Regions from separate parts of the Mus musculus genome. Here regions 2 and 3 are each linked to region 1. Evidence: chromatin contacts called from public Hi-C and HiCAR-type data. All regions are on one chromosome and are shown on one strand. Each heading gives the region's core, a stretch centred on a gene start, on an enhancer-like site or on the middle of the called end of the contact. The rest is flanking DNA. Distances are from core to core; before and after follow the strand shown. Region 1 holds the start of Mreg (melanoregulin). Region 2 overlaps Fn1 (fibronectin 1). Region 3 has its middle 20 kb from the start of Igfbp5.

What was found. Hi-C and Micro-C count contacts between places; a contact is called where the count stands out from the background. HiCAR-type assays count read pairs that join an accessible place to other places.
Region 2: a contact with region 1 is called in a Hi-C map of liver, with 5 times the contacts expected there. The contact joins the enhancer-like site here to the promoter of Mreg in region 1. A contact is called at or near these places in 10 of 39 promoter capture datasets (3T3-L1-derived adipocytes, embryonic stem cells, hematopoietic stem and progenitor cells and 4 more), 3 of 484 Hi-C or Micro-C datasets (embryonic stem cells and liver) and 11 of 115 datasets of contacts at active chromatin or transcription factors (embryonic stem cells and stem cell-derived neural progenitor cells).
Region 3: a HiCAR-type map of astrocytes shows a contact between it and region 1, with 2.2 times the contacts expected there. The contact joins the enhancer-like site here to the promoter of Mreg in region 1. A contact is called at or near these places in 3 of 39 promoter capture datasets (the 3T3-L1 cell line, the HPC-7 cell line and pre-B cells), 1 of 484 Hi-C or Micro-C datasets (the N1E-115 cell line) and 4 of 115 datasets of contacts at active chromatin or transcription factors (astrocytes, embryonic stem cells, extraembryonic endoderm stem cells and 1 more).

Annotation. Positions count from the first base shown.
Region 1 is chr1:72,209,232-72,213,818 of GRCm38.p6, forward strand. Mreg (melanoregulin) reads right to left here and starts at 3,076. Exons shown (of 5, transcript NM_001005423.2): 1 at 2,786-3,076. The coding sequence starts at 2,880.
Region 2 is chr1:71,633,250-71,637,628 of GRCm38.p6, forward strand. It overlaps Fn1 (fibronectin 1), which reads right to left. Exons shown (of 46, transcript NM_010233.2): 12 at 4,003-4,146. Among named protein-coding and RNA genes, the nearest start is that of Fn1, 18 kb to the right of the region's middle. Within about 2 kb of position 2,587, at least 13 of the 459 cell types and tissues checked have an H3K27ac peak or open chromatin away from gene starts, as enhancers often do. A contact at or near this core is called in embryonic stem cells and liver, where this site is marked.
Region 3 is chr1:72,853,121-72,857,570 of GRCm38.p6, forward strand. No RefSeq gene overlaps it. Among named protein-coding and RNA genes, the nearest start is that of Igfbp5, 20 kb to the right of the region's middle. Within about 2 kb of position 1,706, at least 21 of the 459 cell types and tissues checked have an H3K27ac peak or open chromatin away from gene starts, as enhancers often do. A contact at or near this core is called in astrocytes, where this site is marked.

The DNA of each region.
Region 1 (4,587 bases), core at 1,826-4,325:
ACATGCAAACATATCAATATCACACACATAAATATGCAATAATAAAATACTAAAACAATGAATTCAAACCAGATCTTCTGATAACTTGGGTAGAAAAGAACAAGTGAGTACCCACAGACACATGTATACCACTATCTCAAGCCCATTAGTAAGCTGGCCTTCCGAAATAATTATCATCAAGATGGCGCCAGGATAACACTAAACCACATGACACAAGCCCACTCACACTCACATGCTCAGAAGCATAACATGAAAATTAGTACTAATTACAATTTATGGAGTATTTGCCGTGTTGTCAGACACTCTATTAAGCACTTGGCATGTATGACCTCCCTTCCTTTCTCCCCGAGAGCCTCTGCAGGATGCATAGGCATCATCACCCTTCACAAAGACACGAGGAAGCTGTGGAAGACACAAATAACCTTAATAACTCACGGCCAGCCACCCACTCACCTGACTCCTCCCAGGTAGCCCGGCTCATCAACGCTTCGCTATGCTGCTCCAACTGATGATACCTTCCTATTGTTGTTGTTGTTGTTGTTGTTTGGGGTTTTTTGTTATTGTTTTTTGAGACAGGGTTTCTCTGTGTAGCCTTGGCAATCCTGGAACATTTTCTGTAGACCAGGCTGGCCTCCAACTAATAGAGATCTGCCTGCTGGGATTAAAAGCGTACGCCACCACAACTGCCCTGGCACCTTCCTAACTTTTTTTTTTTGGACTTATTTATTTTATGTATGAGTACACTGTCGCTATCTTCAGACACACCAGAAGAGGGCATCAGATTCCATTACAGATGGTTGTGAGCCACCATGTGGTTGCTGGGAATTGAACTCAGGACCTCTGGACGAGCAACCAGTGCTCTTAATCACTGAGCCACTCCAGCCCCACCTTCGTAAATTTTAAACATTTCTTTTCAGATAGGGTGTTGTGTTTAGATTTCTTTGGCCAAGGCAGCTTTGAACACCTGACTCTCCTGCCTCCCAGCCTAGGAGCTATGATCATGACCCTGTTCCACCATGCCTAGCTAACTTCATCTTCTTTTAAAAAAAGAAAGAAAGTCACAAAATTCAGACTGTCATCCACTGAGCATAAAGCAAGACAGGAGAAGGTCTCAATTTCAAAATAAAAAGCACCTGAAGTCCAGCAATTCTAAAAGAATAAAAAAAAAAAAAAGCACTAGAAAAAAAACAAAAACAAAAAACAAAAAAAATGGCTGAAAGTAAATTGAAGGCTGTATTTCATAAGAACCTAGAGTCTAAAGTCCTGAGATAAAAATCTACACGGTTAGCTTTTGCTGTTTAAATTAAAGATAGGTAATTTAGATTTCTCCAAGCCCAAAGTAATCTCAAAATCTAAGTGAGAGGGCTATTAGCAAAAACAACCAAACATAGTATGGTAGCCGGGAGGGGTGGTGAACGCCTTTAATCAGATCACCCAGGAGGCAAACGGATCTCTGAGTTAGAGGTCAGCCAGGTCTACATAGTAAGACAGAGTGTGTGTGTGTGTGTGTGTGTGTATTTGTGTGTGTGTGTGTGTGTGTGTGTGTGTGTGTGTGTGTGTGTGGTGCCTTGGGTATCTAGATATATTTCATGAAACACCTCACCAGATAACAAGATGATAATTCCAAGTCCTGACTCGCAAAAGGGAGATGAAAAGGGGCCACAAGGCCACTTTAGGAAAGGGTAGAAGGCAAAAGGTCACCATTGGCCAGGAGCTTGGAGGGACTAAGAGTAGATTGTTCCTACAGGGGCAAGTACATCCTGCTTAATGCGCTGGAAAATAAGAGCAGACAGGCAGGATGGGTTATGTAACTCTGCAAAGTCAGGGGAAGTGTCTGGACTTGACAGAGTAGGGCAAGGTAAAGCCATGCTTTGCTGCTTCTGCCAGAGTTGTGCAAGCAGGATTGGATTCGTTGCGTGTCCCTTAAGGAAGGGGTCCTGGCTTCTGCGCTTGTTCACCAAGCCTAGAATTCCACCCTACATCCTGTGCCCTAATTTCAATTCTGTTCCCTGGGGCACGACTTGGTGGGACCTCATTCGATAAGGTTAACCTGGCATGGTGGAACTTAATTTCAGCAAACTCACGATAGGGAGGAAGAAAAAAACAAAAAACAAAAAACCAACATTTTAAGGAAAAATAAAAATCACAGTCCTATCTCTTCTCTCTCTAGGAGCCGGCAACCACGCTTGGGTATGTCTTATTTCTGAGTGCCTTTTTCTTCTACCCCTCGTGCTTATACGTATATTAAAGTATCGCTTTAGGGGAAAAAAAAAAAAAGTCAAGCAAAGCTGTGCACAGGGTTCCTTCACAAAGCCTCTTAGCACATTAGCTAATGAGCATTAAATGTCCCCACATTTCAGTTTAAACCCCCGAACAGTCAATTGGCTGTCACTGGTACAGCACGCATAGTTTTATCACGAGAAAGATTTCCTCAGTCACTGAAATCGACTTCTTTCGGTCATGACATTGGAAGAGATAGCCAAACTTTTTTTTTTCATCTCAGTGCCAAGGAAACCCACGCTCGTCCGTCTCATCCGATGAGACCCCCTCTGGAAACTTCTCTTCCCGGCCCTTTCCCCTGCAGCAGTCAGTGGCGTTTCCCAGGGGCATCCGCTGCCTCCGAGGAGCCACACAAAATCTGAACCAAGGATCCGGAGCTTAAATCGTCTTGTGCGAGACCGGGGCCGAGGGGGGCCGGGTGGCACCGCGGTGTGACCTCACAGCACCCCTTCCCCGGTTCAGACGACACCCGGGTCCCCACCCCGCGAGGCGGCCCGATACGCACCTGACCAGCGGCTCCTTCTCGGGCCGCGCGGGCTCCTCCAGGCACCGGCACGGGCAGCAGCAGCAGGCGCTCCGTAGCCAGCGGCGCAGCCCCATGGGGAGCGAGGCCCGGCGCCGGGATCCCGGAGCCGGGCGCGCGATGGCGGCGGGGACGCGGGGACGGGGACAGGGACGGCCGCGGCGTCACGGGCCGGGCCGTGCGCATCACGCCGCGGCCGGCCGTGGGGACGCGAGCTGCGCGTTTGCCGCGGGAGCTTTTCCCTCTCTCTTTTAATTCCCCGGGTGCCGCCCGAGCGCATGCGTCCTGCGACGCCCACGGCTGCCCTCTAGGGAGCGAGCGCGCTCCAGGCGCCCCGCAGAACCCCGGAGGTGACCGCTGAGCAGCAGGGGTCTGCTGCGCGTGGCCGAACCCAACTGTCCTTTTAATTGGCTTCTCTGCAAAGGAAATGGTCTCCCACAATACACGCTTTGTAAAAGTTTTTTTATTTTTTCAAACTTCCAGCCCTTGAACACTCTTAGGGGAAAAAAAAAAAGCAACCGCTTGTGAGTTCTACAACTGTTATATTACAAGAGATTTATTTTTGTAAATTACAATGTGAGTGCTGGGAACAGAATCCTGTCTTGTGTAGCGCCATCTACCTCACCAGCCCCCAGAAATCCCACTTTTGTTTTTTTATGTCCAAGCAGCAGATTACCGCACCAAATGTTTGTGGTTTTGTTTTGTTTGGGGTTTTGTTTGTTTGTTTGTTTTTATCTTTTGAAATTAAAACATTGCATTGCCCCACCCACCCTCACCATTCCCTTTCTCCCTCCAACCCTTCCCATGCACACATTTTTGTGCCTGGCTCTTTTCACTGATGTCATGCAGACTGTATGTGTATCTTTCTGTCTTCCTAACGCAGACCTAATCTTACCGATGCCAGTGTTATTTAACCAGACCGTGAACATAATGGTGAACATGTTAACCAATCCCAGCCTTTTGTACTGAGGGCTGCAGTGCACATCCTTGAACTGCTGCACTTGGGAGCTTCTACACCAACTGAATAAAGATGTGGCAGTCGACTTGCTGTGTCATAAGATGCCCCTTTAATTTTTTTTTTAAAAAAGATTTATTTTATACATATGTGAGAACACTGTAGCTGTGTTCAGACACACCAGAAAAGGGCATTGGATCCCATAACAGATGGTTGTGAGCCACCATGTGGTTGCTGGGAATTGAAATGAGGACCTCTGGAAAAGCAGTCATTGCTCTTAACCACTGAGCCATCTTTCCAGTCCACCCCTTTAATTTTAATGAATCCTGCCAAATTGCTTTCCAGTGTGCAATTCAAATTTAGACTCTGGCATACAAACCCTATACTCAATATAAAATACAAGGTGTGATCGCCCAGGGAGTGTCACTATCAGAAAGTGTGGCCCTGTTGGAGTAGGTGTGTCACTGTGGATGTGGGCTTTAAGACCCTCATCCTAGCTGTCTGGAAGCCAGTATTCTGCTAGCAGCCTTCAGATGAAGATGTAGAACTCTCAGCTCCTCCTGCACCATGCCTGCCTGGATAATAAACTGACCCTCTGAACCTGTAAGCCAGCCCCAATTAAATGTTGTCCTTAGAAGAGTTGCCTTGGTCATGGTGTCTGTTCACATCAGTAAAACCCTAAAGCAGAAGGTGTTTTGCTTCTTTGTCTTGCCTTTGCCAGTCTGATTTACTTGAGAAGTATTTAAGCTATGTGTGAGGCATGTTTTAGGATGGGGATACAGCAGTAAACAAGACCAGCAAAAAGTGAACATTCTGGTGAGGGGTGGTT
Region 2 (4,379 bases), core at 1,337-3,836, 580 kb before region 1:
AAGCAAAATCTTCTTTAGCAGAATAAATATGTAACTTACATATTTATGTGACCTCAAAAGATTTTGAACTCAACTTCTTCATTGGGAATAACTCAGCTTGTTGAAGACTAACACATATTCATTGAGTCTTGATTTCACTTAATGCTACAAGCTGAAATGTCAAAATTCTCATCTTTGCATCCTAAGGGGCATAGGACCCACGCGCCACACAGGTTGGTTGTCCCATTAATCAACTCAAGTCCATTGCACAGCCCTCTGGAATAGCTCCTTCCATAGATGAAGAGCCTCACAAATACAAATACATTAAAAACATTTCTTTCAAACACTATTTAAAGAGGTTTCATATGAATCAGTAAAAACAGACCTTATGTTATTAGTGACAATCTGCATAAGGCTGTTAAATATTGCTGTTTTAGAAAAATCCTAGTATAATCTCTCAGGTAGATAGACATGTCTCATGCATCTTATTTACTGAATTTGAGGCTGGAAAACTTGTGATAACTAAATCTCCTTGATAAATCTATTATTAAGAGAATATAAATGACATTTACTGTCTGTCCAGTCATCAAACCCTGTGTTCACAAGGGTGACAGAAGACGCGGGAAAGGGAGGGAGGGAAAGATGCTCGCAATGGTTAACCCAAGTGACTCAGAACTTCATTTCCTTTCTCAGCCTTTCAGCGCAGATCTGAAATCCCATTATTTTTAATTTTAATTTTTAAAATGCCTACATATGAGAGAGTACGGGTGCCGGCAGGAGACAGAGGCATGGGTCCCCTGAGCTGAAGGTTCAGCAATTGTGCTGTCTAATGGGAGGGATGGGAATTAAACTGCGTAGGGACTACAACCTCTGAGCTCTCAGCTCTCCAGGCCCCTAAGATGATGACAGGGTCCACCTTCAAGTGACTGCCCTGAATGGCAAAGGGGATTTAAAGCATTTCTGTGCAGGAATGGGAAGGAAGGAAGGAAGGAAGGAAGGAAGGAAGGAAGGAAGGAAGGAAGGAAGGAAGGAAGGAAGAAGGAAAACCCCTCATCTGTTTTCTAGGTCAATTAAATTCCAGCTCTCCACTATACTCTACACTACAACACATGATTTAAAGATGGGAAAGTTAAAAAAAAGGCTAGCTATCATTTACACTACTTAAATTGAAGTGTTTTTATATCCCCTTTGATGCTGGCTAGTTGTGTGATCCCGACCATCCACCTCCCTGGACCTTTTACACTTCTAATAGCAATGCCCACTGTGAGATCTTCACTTGTAGGGTGCCACATTATACACTTTCAAAATCAGTTGACAGTAAGGTCAGAAAGAGTGATTTCCGATAATAGTGACCCTGGAGAAGTTAAACATTCATGATTTTTTTTGACCCGAAAGGTTCTTTCTCTACCTAATTTGCTGAGAGCTGTGCTTTCCTGGTTGCTTATTGACAAACCAAATTCCTGCTACCTTTTGTTAGTTTGAACATCTCTACCAACCTAGTAGGAAGAACAAACAGGGCAAGGCTCAGACACGGTCTTTCAGCCATCGGAGCCTCAAAGGCTAGGCATGAGCCCTTGAGCAAAGCCTCCATTGAGATAAACACTGAGCCTGCTATCTAGGGTCAAACACTCATCCGCTTGCCCTGAAATCTCTTCTGTGTTCAATGGGTTTTTGACATTGCCCTTTTTAGAAACAGGGAACAAAGTCAACAGGTAAAACTCCCGCTAGGTGACTCTTCCTGTCCATCAGCAGATCTACCCTCAATGCTTGCAGCAAGATATATGTGAATAGACTTATTTTTAAAAGAAAAGGTCTTAAAAGAAAATAAATTTCAAAAATTGCCCTGCAAAAACTGACTGTGAACACAAAAATAAACTTCTATTCTTGGCTTGTATCATTGGAAAATCCAATCCTCCTAAATATGTGTTTTCTGAATTTATGGCTCATTTGTAATCAGATTTTTAAACTATATTAAGTTGACCAGGTGTAATGTGCACACCTGTGACCCCAGCCTTTTGGAAACAAGAGACAGGAGGCATGGTCAGAAGTTCAAGGTCATCATTGGCTACATAGTAAGTTTGAGGCCACCCAGGGCTAGATGAGACTCAAAAAGCAAAACAAAGCAACTGGATTCAATTTTTAAAAATGTTAAGTAACTCACTCTTGGTTTTGTTTTGTTTTGTTTTGTTTTGTTTTGTTTTTCGAGACAGGGTTCCTTTGTTATAGCCCTGGCTGTCCTGGAACTCACTTTGTAGACTAGGCTGGCCTTGAACTCAGAAATCCGCCTGCCTCTGCCTCCTAAGTGCTGGAATTAAAGGCATGCGCCACCACGCCCGGCAAGTAACTCACTCTTAAACCAAAGTCCAGCAAAAATGCAGGCTGCTCTGAGCTACATAGTTGCGGAAGCAATCACCTATCCTACCCTGACAATGTCTAAGGGCTGAGCGGAGGAGGATGTCCCCAGCACATAAAAACAATGAGCGTATTCTGGATATGGGAGGCATGCAACTCTAATCCCAGCACTTGGGAGGAAGAGGCAGGTGGATCTCTATGAGTCTGAGGCCAGCCTGGTCCACAAAGTAGCCAGAGTTACACAGTGAAACCCTGTCATTGAAAAACAAACAAAACATGATTGCATGAGTGGTGGACGGGTGCTCTGGGTCTCTGACTGTTAGTGAAGGACTGGAAGCAATTTTAAAGGTGGTTAGCAAGTCTCCCTTTGTCCACAGGAGAAGTTAACTAGTATCTCTCTCACAGCACAGTCAGAGCGAGGACTCACACTGCCTTGGGCTCTCATCGTTCACTTTGGGACACTCTTAGGAAGATTAGTTTAATCTTAGTATTTAATCTTAATACTTATGGAGTTAATTTATTATTATAATATTTTGTATTCTTGTGGATTATCTCCCCCCACCCCAAATCTTTTTGTTTCTGAATACAGGTGGTATTTCATGTCTTAAATTTGGGCCAGCAAGATGGCTCAGGGTAAGGTGCTCGCCTCCCACAAGCCTGTAGACCTGAGTCTGATCCCCACATAAAGAATCGTGTGTGAAGAAAGAACTTCAAAGTCCACTCTGACCTTCACGTATGTGCTGTGACCCAGTGCCCTCTCCACACACATACAGATAAATAAATAAATCATTAACGGAAATCTAGGAGTCTGCTGAAATGGCACTCATAATCAACGTGTGAATTTTAAATGTTTTCCCCAAAATGAATTAATGCCTATGGCTAGGCATGATGTCTCTATGGGAGAACAAACAACAACCAAACAAAACAATGAGAACCTAGCAATAAATATCAACAACAAAACCACAATAAATATTTTAAGGTATTCGAACGGTGTGGGTGGAGTTGACCAAGTTTCTTGGCTCCAGATTTTGTTCCACATTACATCTCACTAAACAAATGAAATCTGACACAAAGAAGGGCTTAAGATGGCAGGAAACAAATTTATGCCTCATACTGTACTTCTTGCCTTCTGTCGATGTGACTTCTCTTTAAGAAACAGAATGTAAAACTCTTTCACTTCCAGTCTGAGTTACTTTATGGCTCTACTTGAACACACACACATACACATGCACGAATGCAAGCATGCATGCCCATGTATGCGCATGTGCACACACATGTACACTCACAAACACAGGCACACACACTCACTCACACATGTACACACATGCACACGCATGCATGTGCACATACATACACACATCCACACATGTGTTTGCACAAGCACAGATACACACACACACACACACAGGACTGAGATAAAATGAACTGAAATGTTTTCACCTAATGGAGTCCTCAACTGTGTAAAATGCAAAATTGTAGCATGCACTTTTTCATAGTCTTTGGTGATTTTTCCCTGATGAAGGGTGAAATAAAACAATTTAAGACAAAAATGCAATTAACTATTAGACAGTAATATGAAAAGGGATGGGACAGAGCAAGGCCCCCACTGGGATTCCAAATAGTAGCATAGACTGGCATCCATGGGTCTGCTTCTGTCTCAGAGCTACTTACCTGGGTAGGTCTGCAGAGGTTGACAGTGCCACTCCCCGATGCCACGGCCGTAGCAGTAACACTGGTATCGGACACCATGCACAAACTTCTCCCAGGAGTCACCAATCTGGTAAAATGTCCGGGTCTCTGAATCTTGGCACTGGTCTAAAACAAACACAAAGAAAAGATTAAAACAGCCTCAAACACATCACTGTAGTGTGATGAAGTGTATTCTTAAAGTATGAATATAAAAATTCCAGTTCTTACAAATATAGTTAAAGTAAGTTATAAGTGTATGTGTTTGTGTGTGTGATATGTGCTTGTGTGTGAGATACGTGCATATGTTGTGTGAAACCATTTCCCCAGTCCTAAAGTAATATTTTATTCAAGTCATTTAC
Region 3 (4,450 bases), core at 456-2,955, 640 kb after region 1:
GCCACCCACTCCGGATTCCCTGTTCTGGCATTCCCCTACAGTGGGACCCTTCACAAGACCAAGGGCCTCTCCTCCCATTGATGTCCTCCTACAAGGCCATCCTCTGCTACATATGCGGCTGGAACCATGGGTCCCTCCCTGTGTACTCTTTGGTTGGTGGTTTAGTCCCTGGGAGCTCTGGGAGTACTGGTTGGTTCATATTGTTGTTCCTCCTGTGGGGCTGCAAACCCCTTCAGCTCCAACTTGGGTCCTTTCTCTAGCTCCTCCACTGGAGACCCTATGCTCAGTCCAATGGATGGCTGTGTGTACTCACCTCTGTCAGGCACTGGCAGAGCCTCTCAGGAGACAGCTATATCAGGCTCCTGTCAGCAAGCACATGTTGGCATCCACAATAGTGTCTGGGTTTACTAACTGTATACGGGATGGATTCCCAGATGGGACAGTCACTGGATGGCCTTTCCTTCAGTCTCTGCTTCAAACATGAGCACAGCAACTCTTTTGATTGGGATTTAATTAAATGGAAACATTTCATTGGGATCGACTTACAGTTCAGAGGTTTAGTCTGTTACGGTGGGAAGCATGGTGGCATGCCAATAGGCAGGCAGACTTGGTGCTAGAGAGTTCCTGTGTTCTACATCTGGATTTAGAGTCAGCAGGAAGAGAGTGAGACATCAGGTCTGGCTTGAGCATCTGAGACCTCAAAGTGAACCCCTAGTGACACCCTTCCTCCAACAAAGTCACACCCACTCCAACAAGGCCACTCCTCCTAACAGTGCCACTTCCTATGGGTCCATGAAACCATTTCATTCAAACCACCACCCCAGTCCAGGACAAGGAATTACACTTGAACCCCCAAGGAAAGGCTGGTGACCTTGCTTCTGGGCTGTTCAGAAAGGTCACCCCTGAGCTTTCAGAAGCTGCTCCTGGAGTGGCTTGCGTGACTGGCCCCATATCAACAAATCAGCCAGCTTCAAAGGGGTCTCTGTGGATAAAGAGCATGGGCTGAGACTGGATCATGCTTGTGCACATTTCAGGCAGATGTCTGAGTTCAAGGTCAGCCTGGTTTCCAGAGCAAGTTCTAGGACAGCCAGGGTGACACCTTAGCTCTGTCTCAAAAAAGAACAGAACTTGGACCAAGAGACTGGGAACTGAGTCAGGGTATGGGGGTGGGGGAGCCCTTTTTGAAGCAATGTGTAGCAGGACTCTAACACGATGTTTTGTCTGTACCGGAAGCCCCAGTGAAGCCCAGGGACTGTCCTCACCCTTTGGCTGTGGGCCATGGGGAAGGCAAACCATTTTTCTCCCCAGTGCAAGGCTGAGCTCAACTTCAGTCTGCACCTGAGCCCTCTGGCTGTGGAGGGGCCTCTCTCGCGGGCTGGCTCAGTCCCTTCAGACTCATCATCTAGCACATCCGGAGGTGGTGAGGGACACCTGGGACTTTGGGCGGGTGCCAGGACATTAGATTCTTAGAGAACACCCCCTGTCAGGAAAAGAGCTACTTCAGGGTGGATGGAACAGATACATGAATTCAACTAAGTCCCATGATACAGAAACAGTTACCAGTTTCATTTTACAGGCAGGCAAAGGTTTCCAGAAAGGCCCTATTGCTCAGTATCAAGGTTGCGGCTCATCCCTGGATCAAGCATCCCCATTTGGGAGCATTTTCCCCTGGGCCTAGCGGGGATGGTTTAATCTTCAACGAACAAGGTCATAGCCTGTGGAGGCTGCTGGGAAACACTATCAGAGGGATGTTTCAGGGTCATCCTTGTGCTACTACGGGCCTCAGAGAGCTTCTTCCTAAACATTTTGTGAAAGTCCCTTGATGTTGCCACAACCTGCTCTGCCCATTGCTAGTCCCCTGTTCATTGAAAGAGGGGGCTGGTTGGGTAGGGTTTTAATTGAATGTGTTCCCACATCACTCACTGGAGACCTAGACCTCTGAAGTTTAAGCCTGGCCACTGTTAAACGCTGAGGCCATACTGCCCCCATGTGGCAGCATGTGTAACTGCAGCCAAACTCATTTTGGCTTTTCAATTAGTTAAAGGGAGGCCCAGGAACCTATATTAAGTCAAATGGAGGTGCTCTCTCATAAGGATTCACAAGCTCTCCCATAGATTTCCAGAGTTAGGTGATGTGGAAACAGGGACTGAGAATCTTTATGTATACCTCTTGTAAGATTTCTAGGGAAGGCCAGTGACCTAAGTTGTAAGGCCTGGGACACTATGAGGCCTCTTGTTCTTACTAAGAACTTCAAGGCAGTGATAAGAAAGTTCACCAAAGACAGTACACTAGAGCTCTGAGCTCCAGGTGATGTCATGGGTACGTGTCCACAAGGCTGGCCCTCCTCTGTGCCCTCTGGATTTGCAGACACCCTGCTGTAGCTGTGGCATCTGCTAAGTGTATCTTTGGTACTTCGATGTGCTAGCAACACTGGGAAGACCTTGCTTGTCCCTGACTATAAATTGTATGACTTTGTGCATATTTCTAACTTCTACACACCCTTTAAAACCTCAGCTTTAAGTACTGGGATGATGTCTGTTTGAAAGAACAGCTTGCAGGGTAGAAATTCATTTCTGCCACACAGTAAGTGTTGGTTAAATGTAGTCATGACTACATGCTAAGTAGGGTGATGCAGTGTTTGCATGTGGAGCTGCAAGAGATGACGGCCTCTGTCCTGTAGTGTCTACATTTCCGTGTTGTAAATGATTGACCGTCTCATGGCATGATGTGACAGAGGCATATCCTCCAGCACTGTAGTGTAATGACGAGCAGCCTTGTGGAAGGCACCTTGGAGCGGCAATGGAGAGTTGAGATGAAGAAATAGAGCTTGCGTGTGCACACATCTGTGTATGTTTTCTAAGGGATTGGGTTCAGAAAGAGGAGGCAGCATGTGGAAGGCCTTCAAGCCTGAGCTGCACTCTGAGCCTGGAGGCCTGCACACGGCCGAGGATGGGTGTCATTCCTAGGGCGCAGGCAGCAGAGGGACAGCTGAAGAGGAACGTTGTAGGGAACCTATCGGGAGGGATGTGGTGTGTTGCTGAGGGACTTGAACGTAGGCCAAGGGTGGATAAGACTAGATATGTGTTTGGAAATCAATTGTGGATGAGAGAAGAAGGCATGAGAGGAGAGATGGAGTTGAATCCACCAGGCAGCCCTGAAAATGATCCAAACGAGGAAGAAGGAGGATAGTGAGAGCTTTCAGGGAGTAGCTGACTGCTGGGAGCATTGGATGGAGAGCTAAGTGGGGGAATCCGGACTAATACCTAGGGGTCTGGCGCGGACCGTTGGGTGGATGTGATGACGTCATCGGAGACCAGGGAGTTCTGAGACCCAGAGTGTGGCTTAAGTGGATTGTGGCAAAAGGAAGAACTGAATAGGGTACCAGAGCCACGTGGTCTTGGACCAGCTGCCTGCCATCCAATGAGGATGGGAGAGAGAATGGAGCCAGGCTCCGGTCCACTCTGTAAGTGTCCAGGTAGGTTGCCTGATCCGAATGTGCCGTGTGGGTTATGACTTCTGATCAAGAATTGTTTGGAGCAGCCAGGGGGCAGAACGGCCACAGGTCGTGAGGAGTTAGACGGCGAGGCTTCAAGGGCCACATAAGGGCCTGCGGAGCCGGGAGGGATATGGAGCAGGTTCCGTTCATGTGGCTTCAGGGGGATAAGCCCCGAGGACAAACAGCTAGGAGGAGAACCCTGGCTCCTACTTCCTTCAGACATTGCATGGGCTATAGTAACCATAGGACAAGTAGCTTCTGACAGAGAAGCCAGCAGACTCTCCCAGGTGTCCTAACATGGCGAGCCACCCATGCACCCTCCGCTTGCCCTGCCAACTTTCACAAGCACCCGTTCCCGCTCTGCAGCACTGCCTGCATCTTCCACACTTCATTTTGACCTAAAACATGGTGTTTGGGTCTCTGGCTCTGTGACCTGGAGGACTGAGAAGCCCCAGGGAAGATGTTTGATGGCTCCCAGAGGACCAGTGGACTGTGGGAAACGAGGCCCCTCTTACCAGATGACTGCAAGGTCCGGGATACTAGCTCTCCTTCGAGCCTCAGTATTTAGTGTGTGTGTGGAGGGGGCAGAATGGATGGTCCATCACCTTCATCTCCCCAGCTAGGCCTGTAATGTGTGTGTGGTTCGTGACAGACTTAAGGAGCAGCGATTGAGCATGAACTTGGGCCATGGAGAGCTAGGCAGAGAGCCCAAGAGCTGGAAGAAGCTGGGAAGGAAGGCCACGGGGAAACTGAGGCAAAGGGCATGGTTGAACCCCAGCAGTCAGGGCCACAGCTTTGCTTTTCCCTGGGCACAAACAGAGGTGGAGGTGCCAGGGAGGGGCCGGAAATAGGCATCACCTGGGCCAGAGGTTTCCACGACTTAAGAACTTGTAAAGGACTAAGGAACATTCTAGAAATGTCTTCCTTAGCATTCCGTCCAAGAAGAGACTCATG